2 separate regions of the Hordeum vulgare genome follow, and region 2 is linked to region 1. Evidence: chromatin contacts called from public Hi-C data. All regions are on one chromosome and are shown on one strand. The core of a region is the stretch at or near the end of the contact, and the rest is flanking DNA. Distances in the headings are between cores, read along the strand shown. Region 1 holds the start of LOC123425207. Region 2 holds the start of LOC123425208.

Region 1 (7,391 bases), core at 1,563-4,062:
AAGTTAAATATTCAGAATCTGGGATAATAGGCTCACAGCTCTGTTCTTCGCCATGTAATTGCTTTGTTGAGGTTTTAGTGACAAGACTCTGAGTTTTTACAATATTCACACTCTGATTGTCTGGACAAATCCTAGAAAGGGGTTGCCGAGAATCATGCCGTATGCTCTTTTCTTGTCCAAATGACTTCATATTTGGTGCTAAGTTTTCCTTGAAATCAGGATTACAAGAGCTGGTTGCAGAAAGAATGGGTTAAAATGTGCAAGTTCATTCACATAATTAACCAACAGCTTCTACTGGTACTATCTGTACCTCATGTTCTTGATAGGTGGTGAAGAGCTAGGTGCTCCACATGTGAGACCACCAGTCTGTGTCAGTACCCTCTTTGCATTAGCATTGGAGCATACTGTACTATTTTCCTCGAATAGCTCATCATCCTTGGCCCGCCTTTTGCATAACGTAGAAAATCGATTCTTCACTGCATTATCAGTTCTGTTGTAGGCAAACCAAAACATTCACATGTCAGATATGTTTCACATACTCCCTCCCTTCTGGTTTAAGGCCTGCTCATATCCCTAGATCGTCAATCCGACAAACATAATACAAATTATATATCACAAAAAGTATACCTTAGAAACTTGTTTCAAATATTAATTCAATGGTATACTCTTTGTGGCATACAACTCATATTTCATCGATCAAATGGATGATCTAGGGATACACACCCTTATAAATCAGAAGAAAGGGAGTATCTAATATTTATTACCCTTTTCACCTTACAGAAAACAGCAACCAGATGCAAGAAACTCACCTGCCCGGGACAACCTTTGCTATTTCAGTCCATTTGTTACCAAGAAGCTTTTGAGCCTGCATGACAAGTCCAAGATTAATCATTTGGTGCTGTAAGAGTTCTGCAGAAATAACTGCTACTTATGCAGGCACCAGCAAAATGCACATGCAATGTTGCAAATGTATCAGAACACAAATTGCAGCCTAATTCAAGGAATGGTAATGGCATTACAGGACTTTAAGCAATGCATATTCCATTCAAGCAGTTTGTCATCTACAAAAGAACATAGCAATCATACGTCCTACAGTCCACAAAACAAATCCATCATTTTCCCAAAGGTACGCGCTCAAGGATAGGATCCACTCTGCACACATGTTAAGCTCCTCCAAGCAAGGTTTTCGAGTCGATGAGTCGTTCTGGGGTAGCGACTCGTGATGAGTCGAGCCTGGCCGAAAACAGTGCCTCCAAGGTGACAATAATTTATCAGTTCATGTGTAAAGTATCACGGCTGGCCTTTGGCGCAAGAAACTCAACCCACTGGTGCTACATAAGGAACCAAGAGCACAGGACGCAGGGCAGGCAGAATTAGTGAGAAGAACTCTATTTTCTTAGCTTCCCTTTTTCCTCCTTGTATCTTTCGTGTTCCTCCGAATTTTGATGCCTAATCAAATGTCATTTCTAGTCTATGACCTGAACTTGATTTCTCTCTCTCTCAAATCCCCCTTCTTCATGTCATATGAGGTTGAGGACCATGAAATGAATCCTACTCCCATAGATGAAATTTGGCCTAAACAAGTTAACTATGATGCAGCTTTGCCTAATTTCAAGCAGACTCACTGTCTGCGCCTAGTAATTAAAATGCTAGAAACACATCAGGTTCTCACATCACATAAAAGCATGTCCTCTTCACGAGACCACCCGCCTTTCTTGCACTCTGTATTCAGATAATTGTACCATCTGCAGCAACAATTCAAGCGGAAAACATTTGGAATTAGCTTTGCTCATAAACGATAGGACTGAACAAATGCTATAACATTACAAAACCAGAAAAAATACAAGAAAAGAATCCCCCCCCTTTATTGGAAGAGGGAAGTACACACCTCCTCCTGCACTGTCTGGCAGTCTTATCCTTGAATTGTGTGGCTATGACTGCCCAACTATAAAAGAAAACGCCGTGTTTAATTTCGAGAAGCCTTACAGCAAGTGAAGATAGGAAACAAACAGGAGTAGACCATACTTGTCAGTTCCATGGTGCGCAATCTGAGCACGAAGCACGTCATCCTCCTACAGGGAAGAAGTTGAAAGCATCAGAAAGCAATTTAAGCATCGAGTAGAATCGCAGAGGCACTCCAAGGATAAGCTCGGAGACAGTCTAAGAGAAACTGAACTGGTAGATAAAACATTTTGTCACGGTTAACATGAGGGAAGGGGGGATTAGGCTAAGACGTCCGAGAATCAACAGTAAAAATTTCACGGTAAGCGGATTATACCCCCAAACATGCCCAAAATCGCCTCTGTTTTTTTGTTTGGTTTGCCAAACAAGAAAAGGGGAACAAGCAATTGCTACAGACGCGAAGTCCCAAATCCAATCCAATCCAATCCAAGTCAAAATCCCAAAATCCAGTAGGAAAGGGCAAACAAACGCGCACGAATTTCCCCAACCGCGAGACGCGGAAACAAAACACAGCCGGCACGCACCTCGGCGCTCCAACTCACGATGTGGCGGTCCTTCTTGGCCGCCGACGACGCGGCGGCGGCGGCGGCGTCGGCGGAGGAGGAGGAGGTCAGATCGGGGCCGGTCGCCATGGGCCCAGATCCCGCATGTTCCGCGCACGGAGCCGGCGGGGCGGGGGGCTGGGCCGGACCGGCTAGGGTTTGGAGTTTGGGCGCGAGGGACGGAATTTTCGAACTGGAGGGATGGAGAAGAAGACAGCGAGGAAGACTGGAAGAGTGCGGTGGGCGGTGGCTTGGGTGAGGGAATTTTCTTCCTCTCTCGGGAGTGGAGTGGAGTGTTTTTTTTAAAGATGGAGGGCCATGGCGTGAAAGGGGAGACGACGACCCCCTACACACCTACTGCGTGACAGCGTGTGAGTGTGGAAAACTTTGTCCGCAAAGCACGTGCAAAAGATTGCAAAGGGTACAAGAGAACCAATGCAGTAGGTCTCACCGTCCTAGCAGTAGGTGGTTATTGGCCCTGTTTGGATACTCTAACTTAGCTAGAGGTTAGAGTTAGTTTATAGCTCATGACTAACCTTAAACTAACTCTAGCCAAAGAGGTATTTGGATGATAGGGTTAGATTGACAATAGTTGTACTTGATGAAGAGAGGAAAGTGATTTTTTAATGGGTCATTACCTGGTTGATAGAGAGAGAAAAGTGACTTTTTAGTGGGCCCCATGAAAACTAGCTTCAATTAGCACCTCTTGGGTGGGTTAGTTTTTTTGGGTGGGTTAGATGCAACTAGCTACAATCTAACCCTTATGTTTGGATACTTTAGTGTTATTTGAGCCCCAACTAGCTCAAACTAACTCTAGCCTATGGATCCAAACAGGACGATTGTGGCAGTGCGTTGCTATTCGTAGAGTAGTGGTATTTATTTATTTTGAAACCATATATAATTGCCAAATAAAACATTCGGTTATCTTGTCGTTTGACCCGCTTCGACTTGCGCCTAGTGACTGCTCGAGTGATGATGTTGTTGGTAGCACAAATTTGTGGAGCATGTATATTCGCTCGTTAGGAGCCTTGGCCCACGTCCATGCAAAAGGTAGCATCCATAGTAGAAGTGGCGAATCTAGCAAGGGAGCTTCGACGAGTTCGAGTCCTTCTTCAGAAATTGAAGAAGAAAATTTACTATTATACACACATCAAGAGTTTTTGACTTTTTATACATAATTTTTATACCTTATTTAGAACAAAAAAATCAAGAGTTTTTGACTTTTTCTACACACATTTGACTTTGAGCCCTTTCTTCATTTTCTTTCATGATTCGCCGCTCATAGTAGCATTAGTGGGCGTTAGAGTTGAACAGGCTTTGACGGTATCACAAAAAAAGAGGGGTACATTGAGATGTTAATGTGATAACAATACGGTTTGGCGATAAGACAAGGGTATCTTCCACGTGCTTAAACAATAAGGGTTCAGTCAATAATGGTTGCGGTGGCTGGCAATTCTTCACTTCACAACGAGCTCGAAAGTTCTGGTCAACAAGGAGCTGGGGAGAAAAATTGACCACACTCGATATCTTAGGCATGGAGAACAAATTTCTCCTTTGCTATTCGTGATTGTGATGGATACATCCACGGGGATGATCTTGGGAGCTTCAAAGATGGGTGTCCTATCTCCTATACATGATGTCACTTCGCAAAGATGGGCGTCCTATCTCCTATACATGATGTCACTCCGCTCTCACGTGTTTCGATATTCGCGAATGAAGTGGTTCTATTCTTTAGGCTTTAGGTCATTGTCAATGCATTGGTGTTAAGATAAGGTATTAAGCACATTAGATAGTTTAGCAACTAAAGCTTCCAACCCATGGGTGCTTAGTTTGTTGTAGCTAAGCCTTCTTATTTAATGATTTTTTAACTAAAGTTACTCATGCATTGGTGGATTTATTTTATTTAAGTTTTTTGCCTAGGTTTGCGTGCTTGGCGTTGTTTTTCTATGGGGTTACCGCACTCATCTCTCTCCTCTTAATTACGTTGCTACATCAGATTTTTCGTCTACATGGCAACCTTAGCACTTGTACAAGGTGGAGCATTGGGAGAGGCCTTAGAGCATCTTCAGCCGCGCCCCCAGAACGCCCTCCCAAGTGCCTTTTTAATCGTTGTCGCTAAAAATAATCGCTCGCGTCTCCAGGACGTCATTTTGCGCCGGATTTGGCCAAAACTATTCTGGCGGTCCCAGGCCGAATCGAGCCCCACGGGGGCGCATGGGGGCATCCGGCGCTATTTTTGCATGCACAAATCTCACTGGTCAACCTCTCGCCTCTCCCTCCTCCCTTTTTCTGCTAGGCACATCATGTGCATGCAAAAAATGAATCTTTCCTTTCTCTATCTCTCTCCTCACTCGCCAGCCGGGGTGGGGCGCGACTGAGAACCCGAGCCCCTCAAGCCGTGTTTTTCGCCGGTTGGCCCCCGGGCGGCGCTATTTCGTCTCCTGAGGGCGCTTAGCCGCTGGAGATGCTCTTAGCTTCCTGATTTATACTTTGTGAGAAGCACACTAGACCTTTTCAAGAAGCTTTTTGACTGTGAGTTAATTATGTTAAATCTCAACTATCATGATCCTCGAGGAGGAGGTGAACGCCCAACACGTCACCACAATTTTGGGATGTCGCGTCACAGCCTTTCCATGAAAATACCTTGGGCTTCAACTCAGCATCAAACAACTAGCGAAGGTCAAATGGAAGCCCATGCTAGATCACGTCAATAAATTCATCCTGGCTTGGCAGAGATGTGTGATCAATCAACCTAGTAGAATGGTGTTCATCAATACTGTTATCAGCGTTAAGCCTATCCACCATCTAATGGTTATGGATCCTTCGGTTTGGGTGTTTAAGGAAATCGAAGGATGGATGAGAGCTTTCTTCTCGGCTGTCTCCAAAAAAATCCACGATGGTAAATGTCTTGTTGCTTGCAACATGGTATGTAGGCCCGGTTGCTTTGACGTATTGAGCATCAAGAGCCTCATACTTCAAGCAATTGCCCTTTGAGTCCATTGGTAATGGCTTCGGAGGACTGGTCCTGAGAGGTCTTGGCCAGATCTGCCTCCGTTGTTTGATGATATAGCCCATATCATAACGCATGGACCCTGTGGCGTGGAGGGATTGATAGTATAGGCTGGGTGTAAGAGCATAATCTTCCCTAAGTAGTTTTGTTGGTTGATGACAATACCTTTGCGGGCTAATCGTGTGCTTTGAGCTTTCAAAGGTTATGAGGTGGCACGATATGGTTATTCTACCCCTCAAATGTTAAACAAGAAGATGGAGTACTTCGTATGATTTAGTGTTGGTGGACTTGAGTCATAGGATGATCTGTAATATTAAGACAGGGTTCGCATCTGGAATTGCTTGGAGAATCTATCACGTACACATTCTTCTCCCTCTTTCCTCCCGGCACTTTGGAGGTGTATATGTCCTTAGGATCAGGTGCACCTTCATAAGCGGTAGTACCGCTACCATAGGTGGTAGTGTTGCCCTACTGTACCGGGACTTGTATCGCTTGTGTTTGTGCATGTGGTGGCTTCGGGCCTCTGCCTCCTATTAAGCGAAAGTACCGCTTAGGGTAGCACGATAGTACCACTTGGGCAGTACTGCTGCTCTCTATTACCGGCCCTACTTCTCCTTAGGTTTTCGTTTTTCCGATTCTATTCCGAATAGATTTTTGGGGGGCGGTACTTAGTGGTAGTACCGCTCTCGGTGGCACTACCGTACTACTCCCCTCTGTCTTATTCGTCTGGGTCGTCGGTCATCGCTAAGCGGAAGTACCGCTTGCAGGAGCGATAGTACCGCTCCAGCGGAACTACCCCCCCCCCCTCACGCCTGTCAGATTGACTGTACTACCCGGTACTTCCGTGCAAGTGGAAGTACCGCTCCCCTGAGCGGTACTACCGCTTATGCACGGTTTGTAGGCAGAAAACGGTCAGATTTCCTCACCTGTATATAAGTGGGTCTTCTTCCCCGTGGAGACTCACCTCTTATCCCCCAAAATCTCCATTGTTTCCCCCAAGCTCATTCATGCCCGATCTCCTTCCCTAGCCAACGATTCTTGTTGATTTTCTAGGGTTTGGAGGAGAAGGCCTCAATCTACACTTCCACCAAGAGATATTTGATTCCCCCCACTAATCCCTTGCGAATCTTGTTACTCTTGGATGTTTGAGCACCCTAGATGAAGAAGTTACCTCGAAGCAATATTCCATTGTGGTGAAGCTTTGTGGTCTCGTTTGGAGCCTCCAATTAAGTTGTGGAGATTGTCACAGCCTTGTTTGTAAAAGGTTCGGTTGCCGCCTTCAAGGGAACCAATAGTGGAATCATGGCACCTCGCATTGTGTGAGGGCGTAAGGAGAATACGGTGGCCTTAGTGGCATCTCGGAGAGCATTGTGTCTCCACACTGCTCCAACAGAGACGTACTTCCCCTCAAGGGGAAGGAACTTTGGTAACACATCCTCGTCTCCAATGGTTCCACTTGTGGTTATTTCTAACCTTTACTTCATGCAAAGTTATTTGTTGTTATTATTGTTGCTACCATCATATAGGTTGCTCATTTAGTTGCATATCTAGTCAACTTGTTTGGTACTAATCTAAAGAATTTATAGAAAAGCTTAAAATTTGGGTGTTGCCTATTCACCCCCACCCCTAGTCAACCATATCGATCCTTTCACTAGAGTTTGGAGTTCCAACAAGAGGGGGTGATTCTTGAACTAGAGGGCTGGGGAAGAATTGAGGAGAAACAATGTAGTCTAAACTCACATTTTTTGTTTGAAAACACACATTATTTTTGCTCTTCAATTAGGACATGTACACAATGTTTTCATGTGTTGTTTTGATTTGAATCACGATAAATTATCCATGTCCTAAACAACCCAATTATACCTTCGACAAACAGT
Region 2 (7,887 bases), core at 4,181-6,680, 180 kb before region 1:
GAATATTGCATACCTTTTCTTCTATAGTCCTTCCACTTTCTTGCCTATTTAAAATCTGCTGAAGGCAACCACAAAATTTAGAGGTCTCTCTGTTAATGAAAGTGTAACGGCAATTGATTGCATTATCATTTCGTTCCGGCCATGATGATTCCTTCTGTCTATTGTAGTACTCTGAAATTCTAGCCCAATAAGTATCTCGGTTTTGATCTGTCCCAACAATATCCAAACTTGTATTTGCCCATGCTGCTATGAGAACCTTGTCCTCATCACTAGACCAATTTTTTCCTTTGTGGGATTTTTCTTTCTCTGTTATTGCAGAACGATGCTGAGTTGATGGAGTTGGCTGCTCTCCAATTGGACTCTTTGGTTGCGTTTGTGTGCAACCAAAATCAATGATGTCCAAGAAGGCTTCGTCATCATCCATCTACAAGCAAATTTAGACCATGATCTGAATCAAATTTAATTAACAATAACTAACAAATATTTTAGTCCAAAAAGAATCGCGCTGAACTTAACTAACAATAACTAACAAATATCTGCATTCTTTGGTTGAATCAAATTGAAGCAGCAGAAGCAGCAAGTTCAGCAGCAGCAGCAGCAAGTTAGCAAGTTCAGCAGCAGGTTCAGCACTTCAGCAGCAGCAGCAGCCGCAGCGCCCCATCCAGCCCGCCTCCACCCCCGCCCCCATGCCAGCCCGCCTCCACCGCCGCCCCCATGCCAGCCCGCCTCCACCCCCGCCCCCATGCCAGCCCGCCTCCACCGCCGCCCCCATCCCGGCCGCCGCCCCCATGCCAGCCCGCCTCCACCGCCGCCCCCAGCCCGCCTCCGCCCCTGCCCCCATCCCGGCGGCGCCGGCCGCCGCCCCCATCCCGCCCGCCGCCGGCCGCGGCCCCCATCCCGCCCGCCTCCGGCCGCGGCCCCCATCCCGCCCGCCGCCGGCCGCTCCTCCCGAGCTCGGCCCCTCGTCCCCGCCCTCACGCTCGTGCGCTCGCCAGGAGAAGAAATTACCTTGCCGGCCGGAGAAGAACGCGACGACGGCGATCTGGGCGAGGTAGCGCCGCGGGACGAAGCAGCCGAGCGCACGAGCGTGGGTTGGTCGTGGATGTTTGGACGCCTCGTACCGTCGTGGCTTCGTCGTGCATATTTCCACGCCCGTTTACACGAGTCGCTGGGACTCTTTGGACTGTAAAAAACGGCTCAAATCTTGTATATTTACAATACATGTCCATATAGAGGATTCACTAGAGATGCTCTTACCTGACGGTGCTCCGACGTGCTGTAAGAGCATGGTTAATAGTACAGCCAGCTGCTGGCTATATGATGTTGACACATCATCTATAACCAAGCTTATAGCCCACAAGTACAATAGGTAGATGTAAATAAATGATACTTTATTGATAGAAGGCCCACCATCCTCTCTCACAAAGTGTCTAGGAGCACGTGTTACAGCCGGCTGTTAGTTTGTAGCCCGCTTCTCTTCTCTCTCCTCTTATCTCTCTTCCAACTCATCACAAATATATTATTTTAAGTCTTACAGCCCGCCTACGTCATCCTATTGTACTTGCTCTAAAATGAGTATGTGTATCCTTCGATTCTGTCTTTCTCTGCTGTAACCTGCTTGTGAATATGAGACGGCAAGGAATTGCATTTATTGTTGCAATGGTAGGCAGTGTTGCATTGACAACACTCTGCAGCCATGTCGACGAGATGTCTTTATAACAAAATATAAGCAGTTCCAACAATGAAAAACCCTCCTGCCTACAGGACAATAGCTTTTGTTGCAGCTCCTTGCAAAAAAAAGTTTTAACTTAACAGACGGCAAGCAAATGGGTCAGCTGCCGGGTGCTAAACCCCCATAACATGATTTTCTCACCTAGAGTGGAGGGCGAGAGATTCTCCACTATGAAATGAAACTATGAAACGGTCTTCTTCCTTCCGGAGTAACATAATATCACATCTGACAGGTCTATGGACACAGGAGGGTACTCGGAATATACAGCAGGGCAAAGCAATCCATTTCATCCATGTCGGGGGAGGATTGGCGTCGCCACATCGCTCTATTCCGGGCAGATTTCCCTGAAGATGGGCAGCCTGCGTCGGCCACTGCGGCCGTAGAGGGCCTCGGCTATGAGGTCGTCTTCCTCCTCGGTTGGCTGCGCTGCTGCAGCCATCATCTGCGCTGAAGGTGTCGCTCCAGGTTTTGGTGTCGACATAAGGTCCAGCTTGTTTCCTAGGATGACGGCACCATCTGGTGATCGGAAGTTGGAAAATGTGTGCTTGAGTTCGGGAAAACCTGGTGCACCAGTGAGCCCGCCAGCCTAAGCAACATGAACCAAGACAAAAGAGATGTTACTGCATATAGCACACTGTAGATTTCGATGAGAAAGTAAGTCAAAAAGGGAAATATTTGGGTAGTAACCAAACTAGCTTAAAATGATGCTAGTACTGTCATCTAATGGTTGTGTTGGTTTACAGGGAAGCATTCCGGCTGAAGGATGAAAAGAAGAATACCATAGCAGAGCAGGTAATGAGCAAATGGAGACAATATACAGCATTGGGTGTTTAGATAGAGGAGAATCGATTGCTCGCATACCCTTTGTGACACAAAAAGATAAAATTGTCTCTGCGTATATGAATGTGTTTAAATCCTGACACTGGAGATCCTGCTGTTGAGCTAGAAAGAAATATTCCATTTCCAAAAATTGCAACTGTACCAGAATCACCATTAACCACTTATCAGGAGCTTAATGATGGAAGAAGATCCAAAATCAAGCGCATATGTTGGTTCAAGGTAAAGGCATATAAAAACTGTACCACAACTTGACAAAGGAGCTGGATCTATAACAAGGCCGATATGCTGCAGTCTGGTGACTGACTTGATTTCAACAACATTTAAGGGCAAATTGATTTATGTTTATCTGAAACATGAGGAATTGTTTCTTCCCTGGCTAGCAATGCAAGAGTGGCTAGCTAAGGAAATGAGAAAATAATTTGGCACAGTACCAGAACAATGTAGTAACTCTTTCTCCCTATTCTAGAAGAGCAAACAAAAAGTCAATCATCTAAGAAGCCATGCCTATCTGACAAATCAGAAATTATTCTTTCCTAGCAACAATACAGAGCTAGGGAACAAGCAATTGTGCACCCGAGCTACAAGTAACTGCACTACTGAAGCAGAACCTAAACCAGCATCCATTATGACAAAGTAAGGAACTAAGTAGAATTTGCAATAGGTGGTAACTAGTAGCTCAACCTCAAATGCATTATCAAATATCACGACATCAAATTAATAAAGACCACAGCTGAACTGTTGCAGTACACTAATGGACTGTACTATGGCCATAGTCTACATACAGTATGATAAGTTGCATTAGGACATAGGAACATAGATGACACTATTCCCGAATGAAAATTGGATGGCCTGGTTCAATTTGTTTCCTGTTTTGTACATTCTCAGACAACCTTCGCTGTCAGAATGAAGTCATGCACTCATATTGTAAGTTCATAAGATTTGCAGTAGGTAGTAACTTAGTAAATTATATGCATTATCAAATATCATGGCATTAGTTTAATAAAGAACACAACATGAACTGCCATGTACAGTAAACTAATGGACTATACTATGACCATAGTCTAGTCTGATGAGTAGTGTTAGGACATAGGAACATAGTAGATGACACTATCCCCAAATGAAAATTTAAGTTGTTTCCTGTTTTGTACATCATCAGACAACCTTCACTTTCAGAAATAGGTCATGCACTCCAACGCTTATGTATATAGGTCATGCACTCCAACTCTTATGTATATACTCCAGGAGTAGTAGTATGACAGTTGACAAAGAACTAACTTGCCGCGAGACTTTTTGGGATGCAGAGGCCCAGGGATTTTTCTCTTATATTGTCCATCCAAAAGAAACAACTGACTAAATATGGAATTTTTTCCTCCTATAAACACAATATAGAATTCTGCATTGCATTGCATCACCACACCCCGAGTCTTCTCATTGTGATTAACGGGAGAAAGTATTGAAATCATGTAACCATGGCATTACAGATATCAACAGTATTGAATTATGCAAGCACAATATTATAACCAGGCTAGTAGAACAAAGGGCTAAAGACACTAACCACTACTCCAGGCATCAGTTCAATACTTCATCAGACGAGAAATGCCAGTGAAACTTAGATCTGGAGAGCAGCTTATAATCACCTGACGTTTCGACGCATAGAGGTAGGCCGCTTCATGGTCCGCCATCGCGTGCATCCGCCGCGTCCGCGCCTGCTGCTGCGGCGGCGGTGACTGCGGCGAGTAGAGGAGGCGGCGGCTGTCCAGCTCCGCGTTGGCGGAGAAGCAGGTGCGGCGGAGGCGGAGGAGGGACGCGTCGAACCCGAGGTCCAGCCCGCCCGACGAATACGAGGAAGGGGAGATGCCCCCCTGGCCGGCGGCGACGGCGTCGAAGGCCGGCGTGAGGTACGCCGAGGACGAGAGGCGGCGCTGCCGGCGCCGCGACGCCGTCTCGCCCATCCACTGGCCGCCGGGCGAGGCGGCGGCGCAGTCGAAGTCGAAGTCCATCGCTCGCTCGCTCGCGCAGAGCACCGAGGGCCGCGGCGAGATTTGTGGGGGAGTGCGGCGACAGTTCCGGGGAAAGTAAAAAAAACTGAAATTTAAAACCGAAACTGAAATTAGGGCTCCCACCGAGAGGAAATGGAGAAAAAGAATCGCCTTAAATTTCTCGGGAAGCCTGCATGCAGCCAAGCCAAGCGGGCAGCGGTTTGCGAGCTCGTGATTAGCCGCACGAGGGATCCGATGAAATTCAAAATCGCCAAGAAAAGAAAAAAGGAAAAAAAAAAAAAGATGAGAGGAATCCGATGAAGTTCAAAACCCCCCAAAAAAATGCGGCAGGAATCGACAAGAAACGGCATAGTTTATTAAGCGGGATGGCAGCGATCTCCGAAATCTACAGCGGCGCCGGACGAACAGGCGGATCAGGATCTTAGGAAATACTCCTACTCCGTACGTGCAGAGGAGGCGACAGGCACAGAAACAAGTTCAGAAGCAGATCAAATCTCGGGCTCCAGTCCTGACCTCTCCTGTCGATCCCGGGAGAATGAGAAGAGAAGTCCAGAGAAGCAGCTTTGATTGGGCAAGCAGCTGCCGGGACCCGACCAAGAACAAAAACAAAAATCCCCCAAAACCCGCCCTGAAACGCGCAGCAAAGTTGAAACCCCGGACGCGACGGTGAGGTTGGTCACCTTGTGGCCGGGTGATGGAAGCCCTTCTTCCCGTCGCGCTTGTCCAGGAAGCCGGTCACGCTCCCCCCATTGGTGCTGGGTCGGCTCGGGCGGGCGGGAAGCGAAGACGAACGAGTGAGGATACGAACCGAAGGAGGAGGAGGAGGAGGGGGCGGCCGCCGGGCCAGGTCAAGTACACGTGCCCTGCCATGATGCTTCTCCTAGGATTCCATTGGTTTGGGCTTGGCGGCATGTGTGGTAGGGGGTCCTGTACAGTCACTGGGCTTGGGCTGGTTTGTTTGACTCCCTCACTACCTTTTTATGTCTTAAAAAGAATGTACCAACCATCTGGTTGTTGTTTCTTTAGGGGTGTTTGTTTCCAGGCACTTTTTGGTGTAGGGACTAAAAAAAGTCTCAAAAAGTTTCATGTGAAACAAACAGGAGGGACTTTTAGGGACTAAAGTGGGGTGTTTGAGACTATTTGGAGAAGTACCTGTGGGAGGGACTTTTTGGGACTTTTTCCTACCCTGCCCCGCATCGCATCGCGTTATCCGCTCGCTCGTCTCCCTCCAGCCGCTCGCGTCTCTACCAGCCGCTCGCGCTCCCGCTCGCGTCTCCCACCTCGGCCGCCGCCGCCGCCGCCAGTTCCCTCGCCCGCCGCCGCCATGGATGAAGACGACGAGACGCAACTCCCCTCTCCGTTCCGCTCGCATCAACCGACATCTCAGGGCTCCTCCGCCGGCGGCAATCTGAGAAGGGGATTCGGTTTTTTTTATCTGAATAGCAACGTGGATGACTTCCCCGATTTGGGCTCCTACCAACAGCTTCTCCTTGACGAACAGGCCGTCCATGGTCCTCCTTCGGCTGGCCCTGGTCGTGGTAGGGCTGTGTCTCAGGGAGGAGGAGGCCTGACCCAGTCTGTGAGCATCGGCAGCGCTCATAGACGTCCATTTGTCGCCCCTGCCGCAGCTTCCGTTGGCGGAGGCGTCAGAGGGCGTGGGAGGCCCTTGTTCCAGGGCACTGGACGTGGTGTTGGTCGAGCCCGTGGTGCCTCATCAACTGCCATTCGAGGTGTCGCAGGATGGGGCTTTTCCATCTCTGCTTTTGTAATATTTGCTTATGAACAAGTGTTATTTAATAATATGGTCAGGGGTAACATGGTCTTTTTACATGTCATTTAATGACCTCTAGTCCTTGTTTAGTCCCTGGAAACAAACGGGTAGGGACTAGGGACTTTTAAGTTGGGACTAAAAAAAGTCCCGGGACTTTTGAAACAAACAGGGCCTTAGTGTTCGAGTAAAGATAAACGTTTAAAGAACCACTGAAGAATGTTGTTTCTTTAGTAAAGAATAGGAAGAGGGAGATCTTCAGAATTAAATATGAAAGGCTACCAGATTGGTGTGCTGATTGTGGCCATCTAGGGCACCTGCACAAGGAGTGTAGAGACGGGGTTCACCCACCCAAAGCTCTCGTCTTCAAGGACTTACGTGCTGCATGGTTCATGGGACCGGGGCGCGGGCCGGGTGAAGGAAGGGCTGGAGGAGGAACTAGAAACCAAGGAGGTCGAGGTAATGGACGCTTTGGCCGTGGTGGTCGGGGATCGGAACAAAATCATGATGATAGGTTCGTGCAGATAGATGATGCTGATGCCGATATGGAGGATGTAGACATGAACCGCAAAAGAGTAACCCTAGCCAATTCATCGTTACTTCCTGCTCCAGGAGTAGCACCATCACAGGGGGATGCCCCCATGCTATCGGATGCTTCCGTTCCAGCAAGTCCTTCGTCCAAGCATGAACCAAAGAGATATAAACCAACGTTGTCCATAGCAGAGAAGAACCATCGGAAGAGCAAGGCGGCAACTACACAAATTGATGCGCGTTTGGCGGGCCCCCAGAGTGGGTCGCGCCTAGCGCAATGAGTTGCTTAGTGTGGAACTGTCGCGGGGCTGGAAAACATGCGACAGTTCGAGAGCTTCGGGACCTCTCGAAGCAATTTGCCCCTTCTGTTGTGTGCATTCTCGAAACACAAATAGAAGGTTCCCGTGTGGAGGGTTTGGTAGGATCTCTAGGATACAACAAAAAATTTGTGGTTAGCAGCTCTGGTAGAAGTGGGGGGCTTGGTATCTTTTGGAATGAGGAAATAAAGCTGGAAATTCTTGGTTATACAGAATACCATATTGACACTCTTGTGAAAGATTTGACGGGCATAGAAACAAGAATCACCTTTGTCTATGGAGAGGCCCAGGCAAATGAGCGACACAGAACCTGGGATATGCTGCGAGGCATTACAGGCACATGCAATGAGCCGTGGGTGGTCATAGGAGATTTTAATGAGGTGATTTATGCACATGAACATGATGGAGTGGGCAGCCGCACCCAAGCACAGATGGATGCATTCCGAGACGCGCTGGACACTTGTGGGCTGTCAGACATCGGATACAAAGGACAACCCTGGACGTTTGGGAAGAAGGTTGCGGGGGGATCCTTCACGAGGGTTAGATTGGACAGGGGTCTCGCGAACACAGAACTGATGATAGCCTATTCGAATGTTTCAGTCGAACATCTCACGGCTGCTACATCCGATCATACTCCCATGTTGCTTCGGCTGCAAGAAAGGCAGGAACGCAGACGTGGCCCGAAGCCCTTCATGTATG

Evidence for each region. A called contact is a pair of places that touch in the nucleus more often than the background predicts.
Region 2: a Hi-C map of leaf shows a contact between it and region 1, with 2.8 times the contacts expected there. The contact joins the promoter of LOC123425208 here to the promoter of LOC123425207 in region 1. A contact is called at or near these places in 1 of 6 Hi-C or Micro-C datasets (leaf) and 1 of 1 datasets of contacts at active chromatin or transcription factors (embryo).

Annotation. Positions count from the first base shown.
Region 1 is chr2H:83,435,670-83,443,060 of MorexV3_pseudomolecules_assembly, reverse strand. It overlaps LOC123425207, which reads right to left and starts at 2,812. Exons shown (of 13, transcript XM_045108882.1): 1 at 2,487-2,812; 2 at 2,026-2,072; 3 at 1,889-1,945; 4 at 1,673-1,745; 5 at 810-865; 6 at 311-490; 7 at 37-230. The coding sequence starts at 2,594.
Region 2 is chr2H:83,613,470-83,621,356 of MorexV3_pseudomolecules_assembly, reverse strand. LOC123425208 reads right to left here and starts at 5,430. Exons shown (of 3, transcript XM_045108883.1): 1 at 5,253-5,430; 2 at 4,210-4,657; 3 at 1,698-2,318. The coding sequence starts at 4,572. The coding sequence ends at 2,058. It overlaps LOC123425606 (glutathione S-transferase T3-like), which reads right to left and starts at 424. Exons shown (of 2, transcript XM_045109300.1): 1 at 14-424. The coding sequence starts at 424.